Regions from separate parts of the Hordeum vulgare genome. Here region 2 is linked to region 1. The links are chromatin contacts, called in public Hi-C maps. All regions are on one chromosome and are shown on one strand. Each heading gives the region's core, a stretch centred on a gene start, on an enhancer-like site or on the middle of the called end of the contact. The rest is flanking DNA. Distances are from core to core; before and after follow the strand shown. Region 1 holds the start of LOC123427603 (protein NARROW LEAF 1). Region 2 overlaps LOC123427605 (COP1-interactive protein 1-like).

Region 1 (4,359 bases), core at 1,291-3,790:
TTCACAAAATTTGAACAGCCCACTGGCAAGACAGAGAAAATAACTAGTAGTGCATGTTTGTGCCCAATCCAATTTGTACACATGGCAGCATTCACTGCTTCAAGAAGATGATATCTAGGTAATGCAAACCAATACAGATAAGAGCATAGATGTATAAACCTGAGAGCCTGAACCAATATATTCGTCACTGCCACACAGCTTATTAACAAGCTCACTAAACGTCTGTTCTTTAGGTGTTTGAGCCGGCGCACCATAGTATGAAAATTCTACGACATCAACATCACACCAAACACCTCCTGGACCCTGTAAACATCCAGCCAAGTGAAAGATATTAGTCAAAGACAAAAACGACTCCAAGTCTGAAAACAAGCCTGTCCAATAATATAAGACAAGAGATAAAATGAGGTTCTCATACCGCAAGAATTGCAGGAAGGCATTGGTTCGGATTAAGCCATTTCTTGTGAACCTTTCGAGCAACGAAGACAAGAATGGCAGGGGTTTCTGTGAGAACCCCTTTTGTTATGCGGAAGCCCACTGCCGTCCCAAGGCTGAAACGCCGCAATATCTTGCTGTGGAAAGCTCTTATGGTCATCAAATCAAGCAAGCTATTTGCTTGCTGACCCTTGGGCAGCTTTCCAGGGAGTACCGGCAGTAATCCTTTCTGGAGGTTCCCAAAGTAGTTTGCCCGTCCCTCCGCCGCACAATGCTGCAGGTTTGAAGTCGGCCATAAGAAGTATGCCGCGCTGTTTTCTGTGTGCACGCACCCAGAAGCAACCGGTTGCATCGACGGAGAACAAGGAAATGCCTCATGGTGAGAGCAATGCCCCTCCACATCAAGAGACGACTCTTCCGACCGCGTCAAACCTGAGAGCTGCATCCTGTCATCTGAAGGCTTCATCGTGCCGAACAGTTGACAGGCGTAGTGGACAGGAGAAGCTATGGCCCTAAAAATTAGAGCAAACAAGTCTGAGAACATAATCTTGCCCCAAGGCAAAAATGTCAGGAGAGGAGACACTGGAAAGTTAGCACTCAGCAATCTACCAAATGTGTTTGCACCCTAATAGACCTACATCAGACTGGGAAATGTATGGTGAAATTAAGCAATGTATGAGTGTGAGGCTAGCTAGCATCCAAGCTATTATACACAAGAAAATAAATAAACAAGTGCTGGTGGAGTAGCCTGATATTCTCGGGGAATAGGTTCTTGCAGGATTGCAACCACGCAAACAAAAGCAGATAATATCATAAGAGGAATCCTCTGTACGACGAATATGACCCATTGTATATGTATATTCTTGTTGCGCATCCGCCGTAGAACCAAGCAGAGAATATCACAGGAGAGTGGAATCTGCAAAAGCCAGAGGGTGGAGGAAGTCTCCATCCGTTTGTTCGGCGAAAGGCATGGCACAAATTCTGCCTTTAAACACAGGGAATTGGCATAAATCCACATGACAACTACCACACGGAGTACTTGTGATGATAACAAAAATATCGACGCGAAAAGGGTAGGGCCTACGCGCAAATTAAGCAGGCGGCACCGCGGGTGAAGTTTGGCAAAGGCATCGTGCACTTTGCTGAAAGAGAAAAGGCATAATCAAAAGAAGAAACAACCCGCCGACAAGAAATCGGGGGGAACAAACGGCAAGCACTCTCCCCTTGTGTTACATCCAATAGCAGGCCTGAAATCGGTTTTGCTGGAGCAATGCAACTTTTATCTGGCCGCAGAAGAGAGCCTGCAGCTGAAGGCACGCGAGCTTGGATTGATGCCGGTTGCAGAGCGGCAATGGAGCTCCCTGCTCCCGTGGCGAAGATTCTTGGAGGCCGAGCTGCTAAGCTTTCCGTGGCATTTGGCCCCGGAAGCGAGGCCAACAAGGAAGGCGGAAGGAAATAAGAAGAGAACGCCTGAAGCTGTTACTGTGCAGGCATCACGGAACTCCCATGGCACTGGCAGGGAGCAACAACCTGGCATACCAGATTGGCAACTCAACCACCAAAGAGGGACGACGAGCAGCCCGGCCTGCGAACGGGAACCACGGGGCGGGAGGGAAAAAGGGATGCGAGGGACCGAAAAAGAAAGCCGGCAAATCGAGGAAGGCGGCGTCAAGATCCTGCCGCCCCAGGGGCCGGAGTAAGATCCGGCCATCCGGTAGGACCTCGGGCAGGGGAGGGAGGGGGCGGAGCCGCTCACCTGGAGCCGGAGCAATGGCCACAGCCTCGCGCGTCGCGACTACTCCTCCTGCCTCCTCCTATCTCCTTCTCCCCGCGCGGGTATCCATAATTGGGGGCGTGGAGGCGGGAATCTCCACTGTTATTAGGGGCGAGGCCGGGGGGGCAGAAGATGCCAGCTTTGCAGTCGCAGGCGGCGTCCCTCCCTCTCCCTGCCCAGCCCCCCCTCTCACTGTTCGGGCCGTGTGCGCGGCAGCAGCGGCATGCGTGCGCCGCACAAGCACCACAAGAAGAGGCTAGAGAGAGAGGGGGAATGGGGAGGAGGCGCTCTCCTGGGAATCTAGGGGGGGAGCTCGATCAGCAGCTAGGCGGTGGTGGTGATCATGGCGTGGTGGTCACAGATTGGGGTGAACAACGACTTCACTGTGGCGCCGTGTGATGTGTCGATGCCTGTGTCGAGCCCCGACCTGTGGCCGCATAGTCACCCGTGTCGCGCGGTCCAACGGACGGCCCCGATCGCAGGTGGAGGGGGCGAGGAGACGTGGCCCTCTCTCCTCCGCTAGATTCGGCCGTGGGGGGTTGGGGGCTTCATCCCTCCTTTGAACAAGGTGCACTTTTGGTCATGTCATCGTATATTATCGACAGTGACAATATGAAAATGATAGGGAAACAGAAAACTTATGGAGTTGACCTGTAGTGAAGAGTCAGACTGTGAACATGTTTTTTTATTCTAACATGTATTCTGGATATATAGCAAGATTTAGACGCGAGTATCAGCCTAAAACTCGTTCATTTTTTGCTTCTAAGATAACCAGCCCCCTTCTTATAGCTTATTTCATAAGCCGTCTGTGGAAGAGCCGGGCCTAAAGAATATTGAACTCGATATGCAACTATTCAAATTTGACTCGGATCTTAAAAGGGTCATGTCTCAATTCAAAATTTTCATAGTAAATATGTTATTTTGCCGAGTGGCTATAGCTCTATGTTATAGTTGGATTGGATGGTTAAGAACAATTCGGTAGCCTGAATATTCGGTTAAATGTTACTTCATGTGTTCACAATTGTAAGATGTTTTGAATATTTTAATATGAACTGCATGCAAATTGAAATGCGTAAACAAGCACACTAAAGCGTGTATATGTATCTAATAAAAAAATAGAACATGATTTTATTTCTGAATGGAGGGAGTATTTGACAATATAGGTTCCCAAACGACCGTTGCATCATAAGTGTAGGAAAACTCCTTTTATTAATCATGTGCTATTTTTTATAAGCATGTCACAATTGCTATTTATGTGGGCTAGAAATAGTAACATTTATGTGGGTCAAGACAAAAGGGATAGTAACAAGTGGCTTGGTCATTTTCGCTTTATGGCATGGTAGCATATTTATGGTGTCTGGTTCATGAAAAATCCCTATATTCTATTCTCTAGCTTCGTCAAAGAAAAATAAAGAAAATGTCACAGACAAATTGTCATGTCACTATAGAAGAATTGATAGCAATGATAAACATTAAACACCCCCAACTATATGCATGTTCTAATGAAAGGGTGAAAGTGCATCTAATCGCCAAGGTGAATTTTGGTAATCCATGTCAAGATATCTCAAAGAACTGATGGTACTTCAAATATATTTCATGAAAAGTTTTTTCAGGAACAATATTGGAATGGAAGGTGACCCCTAAAAATGCTTAAAGACAAGTGTTGGACAAGACAAAGGATTTTTCATTTTCATTTTAATGATCCTAAAATATCACATTGAGTACATATGCATGCAATCTATCAAAATGGGACGAGGATGTGACAATAAGACTTTTGCTCGATGTGTTTAGAGATCAATCTCCTTCAAGTTTTCCACTATATCTTTCTAACTACATGCATCTCGGTGTTGCCAAAGCACTTCCATTTGGAACCATCAAACCATCCAGATGTAGTTGTTGTTTTAAACCTTGGTTCAATCGGAGCCTCCAACATCCCATTTCGAGCCACCGAATCAACCTTGTAAACCTTACGTTGTCACATCGGAAATTTCGAGCCATTCCAGTTGAAACTTTCGAAGCGCTAACAAAGAGTGTGCAATTAATGAGGTACCCACTTCACAGCCATCAATTAACTTCCATGCGGAACTAGCGATGCATATGAAAGTTGTTACCTTTGTTCACTTCACAGCCACCAAGCAAAACCGGTTGGAGCC
Region 2 (4,359 bases), core at 725-3,224, 380 kb after region 1:
GGCTCCGGAGGCGGAGCTGGAGAGTGCCGAGGTAAAACTTCAGTTCTCGGGGCTCATGGCCGGACATGAGAATGGGTGCCCACGATCATTTAGTCTAAGTGATTAGTTGAAGTATGTTCAAAAGTATACCTCCAGAGTGGGACGAGCTTCGCTTTTAGTTGAAGTATGTCCGAAATGTAATGAATTTCGTTCGTTTATATGAAATCTGTTGGGTTTGCATGAATCTTTTTTAATTTATATAAAAATCGGACTTATTTGCATGAATTTCGTCTATTTAGTTTGAACAGTGGTTGAAATGTATGCACGCACCGCGGACTGATGGCGTAGAAAATTTGCTGGTGAGAATTGAAGATGCTGGTGCATGGCATTTTGGCATTGGCATGTGGTTACTTTGGCTTCACCCACATTTGTAGGCTTTAAAATGGCATCTATTCCTTGAGCCTTTATTATCATCCATCTTTCTTTCACCTTCTCTCCTTTCTCCTACACAAGGTTCACTTGGGCTTGGGGATCTTGTGGAGGAATAGCGTCACGTGGGCCTAGATGCGCATCGTTTACTCAACCGAAACTTGTATTCTGTCGTTTAAAAAAAAGAAACTTGTATTCTGTCTCTTGAGACAACTAGGTTATTGGAAGGTTTCAGCTAATCCGAAGGATGCCCATCAGCAAAAGATAATGGTGACCAGGAGTAGTACAATCAGCTTCTGAATTATGTTGATTGGGGCACTGAAAGGCCCAAGATTCAGACAGGAGACTGTTCCAAAGCAGAGCAGAGCAGGTTTAGCACTACTACTGTGATAATTACTGTGTGGTCTCGCCCGTACTGTCCTCCCCTACTGTTCGCGCCCCTACAGGATAGAAAGCTAATGGACTTTACCGAGTCACTAATGGCCCAGCTGACCACTGTTCTGAAGGCTTTTCAGCCAGTTAATTGCCACTAGCTAGCCTGTGGACGCCGATCCCTTAACAGCTCCGTACACTGGTGCTGGGGTCTCTGAAACTCTCTCTTAAAACCATACTACATTACTACCAGTACCAGCATTTGCAGCGCCAACTGAGAAAGTGCATGTTCAAATCGGCTCACCGGAGCATATGCTTTCCTGGGTGACACAAATGCTGTTTCTATGTTAAAAATTAACTTAAAAATGTACCCATCTACTCCCTCTTATATTTCCTTACAGAGGGAGTACATGTGACTTCTCATGGAAAATTGACATATTTCATGGCTTGTGCGAAGAAACCAAATCCTGTGCTTAAAAATTGCCATATTGTCTTCAGAGAGCACAACATATACCACGTTTTCATGAAATTTGAACGCGAATAGAAGATACGGACATTATGTTGTCAAAGAAGGGAGTTCATATTTTATTTTGAACTACAAAATGAGTAGTTTTGAAGATTTCTTTTCTGAAAAAGGCAATAGTTTGGGCTAGTCTCCAAGTACTCCCTCCGTACCTAAATATAAGTCTGTTAAGATATTTCACTATGTGTCTACATACGGAGTAAAATGAATGAATCTATACTCTAAAGTATGTCTATATATTCATTAGTTGACCCTCTAGAAAGACTTATATTTAAGAACAGAGGGAGTAATAAATATTAAAAAAAAGTGTCACCGCACATGTAGGACCAGCCCACGCGCGCTTTCCGCCTTCCGCCTATCAGAGGCCGTGTGAAGCGTGCGTGGTTTTGGGTGGGGTTTATCCAACCGTCGCCGGATGCACGGAAAAGAACATGTCAAGTACTCCCTCCGTTCCTAAATATAAGACCTTTTAGAAATTGCATTATGAACTACATACGGATGTACATAGATATATTTTAGAGTATAGATTCGCTCATTTTGCTCCGTATGTAGTCTTCTAGTGGAATCTCTAAAAGGTCTTATATTTTGGAACGGAGGGAGTACTATCAACTCCAACATGGATAGCATGCTGTGACACCATCACTGTCGCTTGTGGCCTGGGCGCTTTCGCCACTGTGATATGATGAGTGCACCTGCGAAAATGCAAATAAATATGACCAGATTCATTTGCTCATATCTTATGGCTTCCAAATGCCAGTGAAGCAGAGTCTGCAAGTACATCAGCTCGCATGCGATTTAGATTAAAAAGAAAAAAAAAATCACATATACAGTGTTATATTGCCAGTCATATGATCTCGGAGAAATGAAACCTCTTAGGCTCTTGCCAACCAACAACCCAGATATATATATAGAGAGAGATCAAAAACACTGGAGTGATCGATTGTGCAGCATATGACACAGCTTACACTCGACCATATGAACAAATAAAGATTTCTGACAGACTTCCTTTTTACACAGAGAGAGAGAGATGTAGATACAAGCTCACTGATACCAAAAACCAAATTGCATGCATATGGCCTTCTGCATGCAGGGTAGGAAACTAGGAATGAACAAAAACCAAATTCCTACCCCCCTTAACCTCATATAGGGAGAACTCACCAATAAGAAGCTTCCGGATTTCTGACTTCTCCCTGAAAGCCATCAGTCCGTTCAATTGCAATCCACGAAACCATGCAAACTATGCGTTGTTCAGCTATAGTAGTAGTTTAGGTTCATGGGAAGCAGTTTTTAGCTGTTAACGATGGGATTTTCCCATAGGGCACCACCAGGAACCTCACAAGAGCAGCACTAGTATCTCCTTCCGAGGAACACGCCGATGACTACTGACAGCAGAGCGACGCCCAAGATGAACTTGAAGGCCATGATACCAGAGGGTTCCCGCAGTTGTTGCTGCGCCGGGTTCACAGAGGCCGTGCTAGGAGCCTGAGATAAGTCCTGTTCTTTGTTCTGCGGTGTTAACGAGTCCAGGCTGAATTCTCGGGATCTCGTTGATACTACTGCATCCTTTGCCTGCAAAGAGAAAAGGTTGTTAATTGCTGATAACTACTGATCAGGGTAACTCAAGATATTTCATAGCATCTTTTTTTGCTTGCCTGTTCATCAGATTTGGAATAAGCTAGCTGCAACTTCTGCTCAAGGTCCTGTACCTTCTTCTCCATTTCAGCACTCTTGCTCACATTTTGGGTCAGCTTGTTGAGCTGCGTATTGACAAGAGCGAGTTTCTCACTCTCCTCTGCAACCTGAAAAAACACGCATAAATCAATAGATGTGAGAAAAAAGTAGGCATATGCTTATAAACTGTCTATAAAGTGTCAAAGCAGCAGGAGGACTAGAAATTCTAATGTGAAGTATGGGGGTATTGTGTGAATCTATCAGCTTTTATCATCAAGAATCTGTACGTATGACTACTACAGCAGATTGAAAAGGCTATTTCTGCTAACTTAAACATGTTCTGTAATCGTGTGAGGCAATGCACTTTCCTATTCATGTTCCCTCGTTCCATTATCATACAAGCCGGCCTTCGATCATGATGCTTCTGTTCACAATGAGAGAAAGCCTAGCAATAAGCCAGATGCCTCAGAACAAAGCAGGCTTCCACATTTAAGGATTTGAAGGCAAATAACAGATGGATTTTATCGTGCCGCCCTTGATCTTGGATCCATAACACCCGTCACATGTAATAGGTGAACTAGTATTACAGCATCAAATGGAAACTCGGATAAAAACCAACCTTGTTCTTGTAATGGATCTCAGCTTCTTGCAGCTGTTGATCAAGAGCTGATACTTGTACTTCCAGCTCTGCAGCATGTTTCTGTGCAACTTCTAGTTGATCCGCTGAATACGTCTTATATGCATCCCACTTTATCTCCCTCACTGAAGCTTGCTCTTCCTGCCAAAACAAAGGTATTTCATGTCTAGATCAGTTCAAACAACAATCAAATTTAAAAAAAACAATTGTCAAATTATTTGGAATCAATTAAGTCAACAACTTCACTACATGTCAACAACATAGCCATGCAAAGAGCCAACTGCCTATCTGCCATCATTTTCTAATGGTACCAGTTCAGCAGATAGGGTTGGCAGTAAGAAAATGATGGATCCAGCAATCCCTTTGTATTTAGCAGAAATGCTTGATAGTAAAAAATTGTCTTAGAAAAATAGTTACAATGACAATTTACCTGATTAGCTATGATTCGGTAAGCAGCCTCCAGTTCCTTCCTAACTTCCAGCAATTGTTGCTCCAACTGATCTTTTTCATGGACTAAGTTTGCATGCTCCTGCATCTTGCTTGTAAGTGCTTCATTCTTTTCAGTCGTTTCAACTTGCATTGTCTGGATCTGAAAATGTTTGAGAAATTATACAGATAGTACTTCGTAGGTAGGACGAATTACCCTACTGTACAGCTCGTTAAAAAAATGTAGGACCCAAAATAGTTTAGAGGGAGATAAATAACAAGATACCTCCTCCATGTATTTTAGCTCAGACACTGTAATTTG

What was found. A called contact is a pair of places that touch in the nucleus more often than the background predicts.
Region 2: a contact with region 1 is called in a Hi-C map of leaf, with 4 times the contacts expected there. The contact joins the enhancer-like site here to the promoter of LOC123427603 in region 1. A contact is called at or near these places in 5 of 6 Hi-C or Micro-C datasets (leaf and seedling) and 1 of 1 datasets of contacts at active chromatin or transcription factors (embryo).

What each region holds. Positions count from the first base shown.
Region 1 is chr2H:599,606,220-599,610,578 of MorexV3_pseudomolecules_assembly, forward strand. It overlaps LOC123427603 (protein NARROW LEAF 1), which reads right to left and starts at 2,541. Exons shown (of 6, transcript XM_045111682.1): 1 at 2,189-2,541; 2 at 416-944; 3 at 160-303. The coding sequence starts at 898.
Region 2 is chr2H:599,987,532-599,991,890 of MorexV3_pseudomolecules_assembly, forward strand. LOC123427605 (COP1-interactive protein 1-like) reads right to left here. Exons shown (of 8, transcript XM_045111683.1): 4 at 4,324-4,359; 5 at 4,042-4,200; 6 at 3,594-3,752; 7 at 2,956-3,102; 8 at 2,220-2,872. The coding sequence ends at 2,651. Among protein-coding and RNA genes, the nearest start is that of LOC123427605, 9.0 kb to the right of the region's middle. Within about 2 kb of position 1,975, at least 2 of the 3 cell types and tissues checked have open chromatin away from gene starts, as enhancers often do. A contact at or near this core is called in leaf, where this site is marked.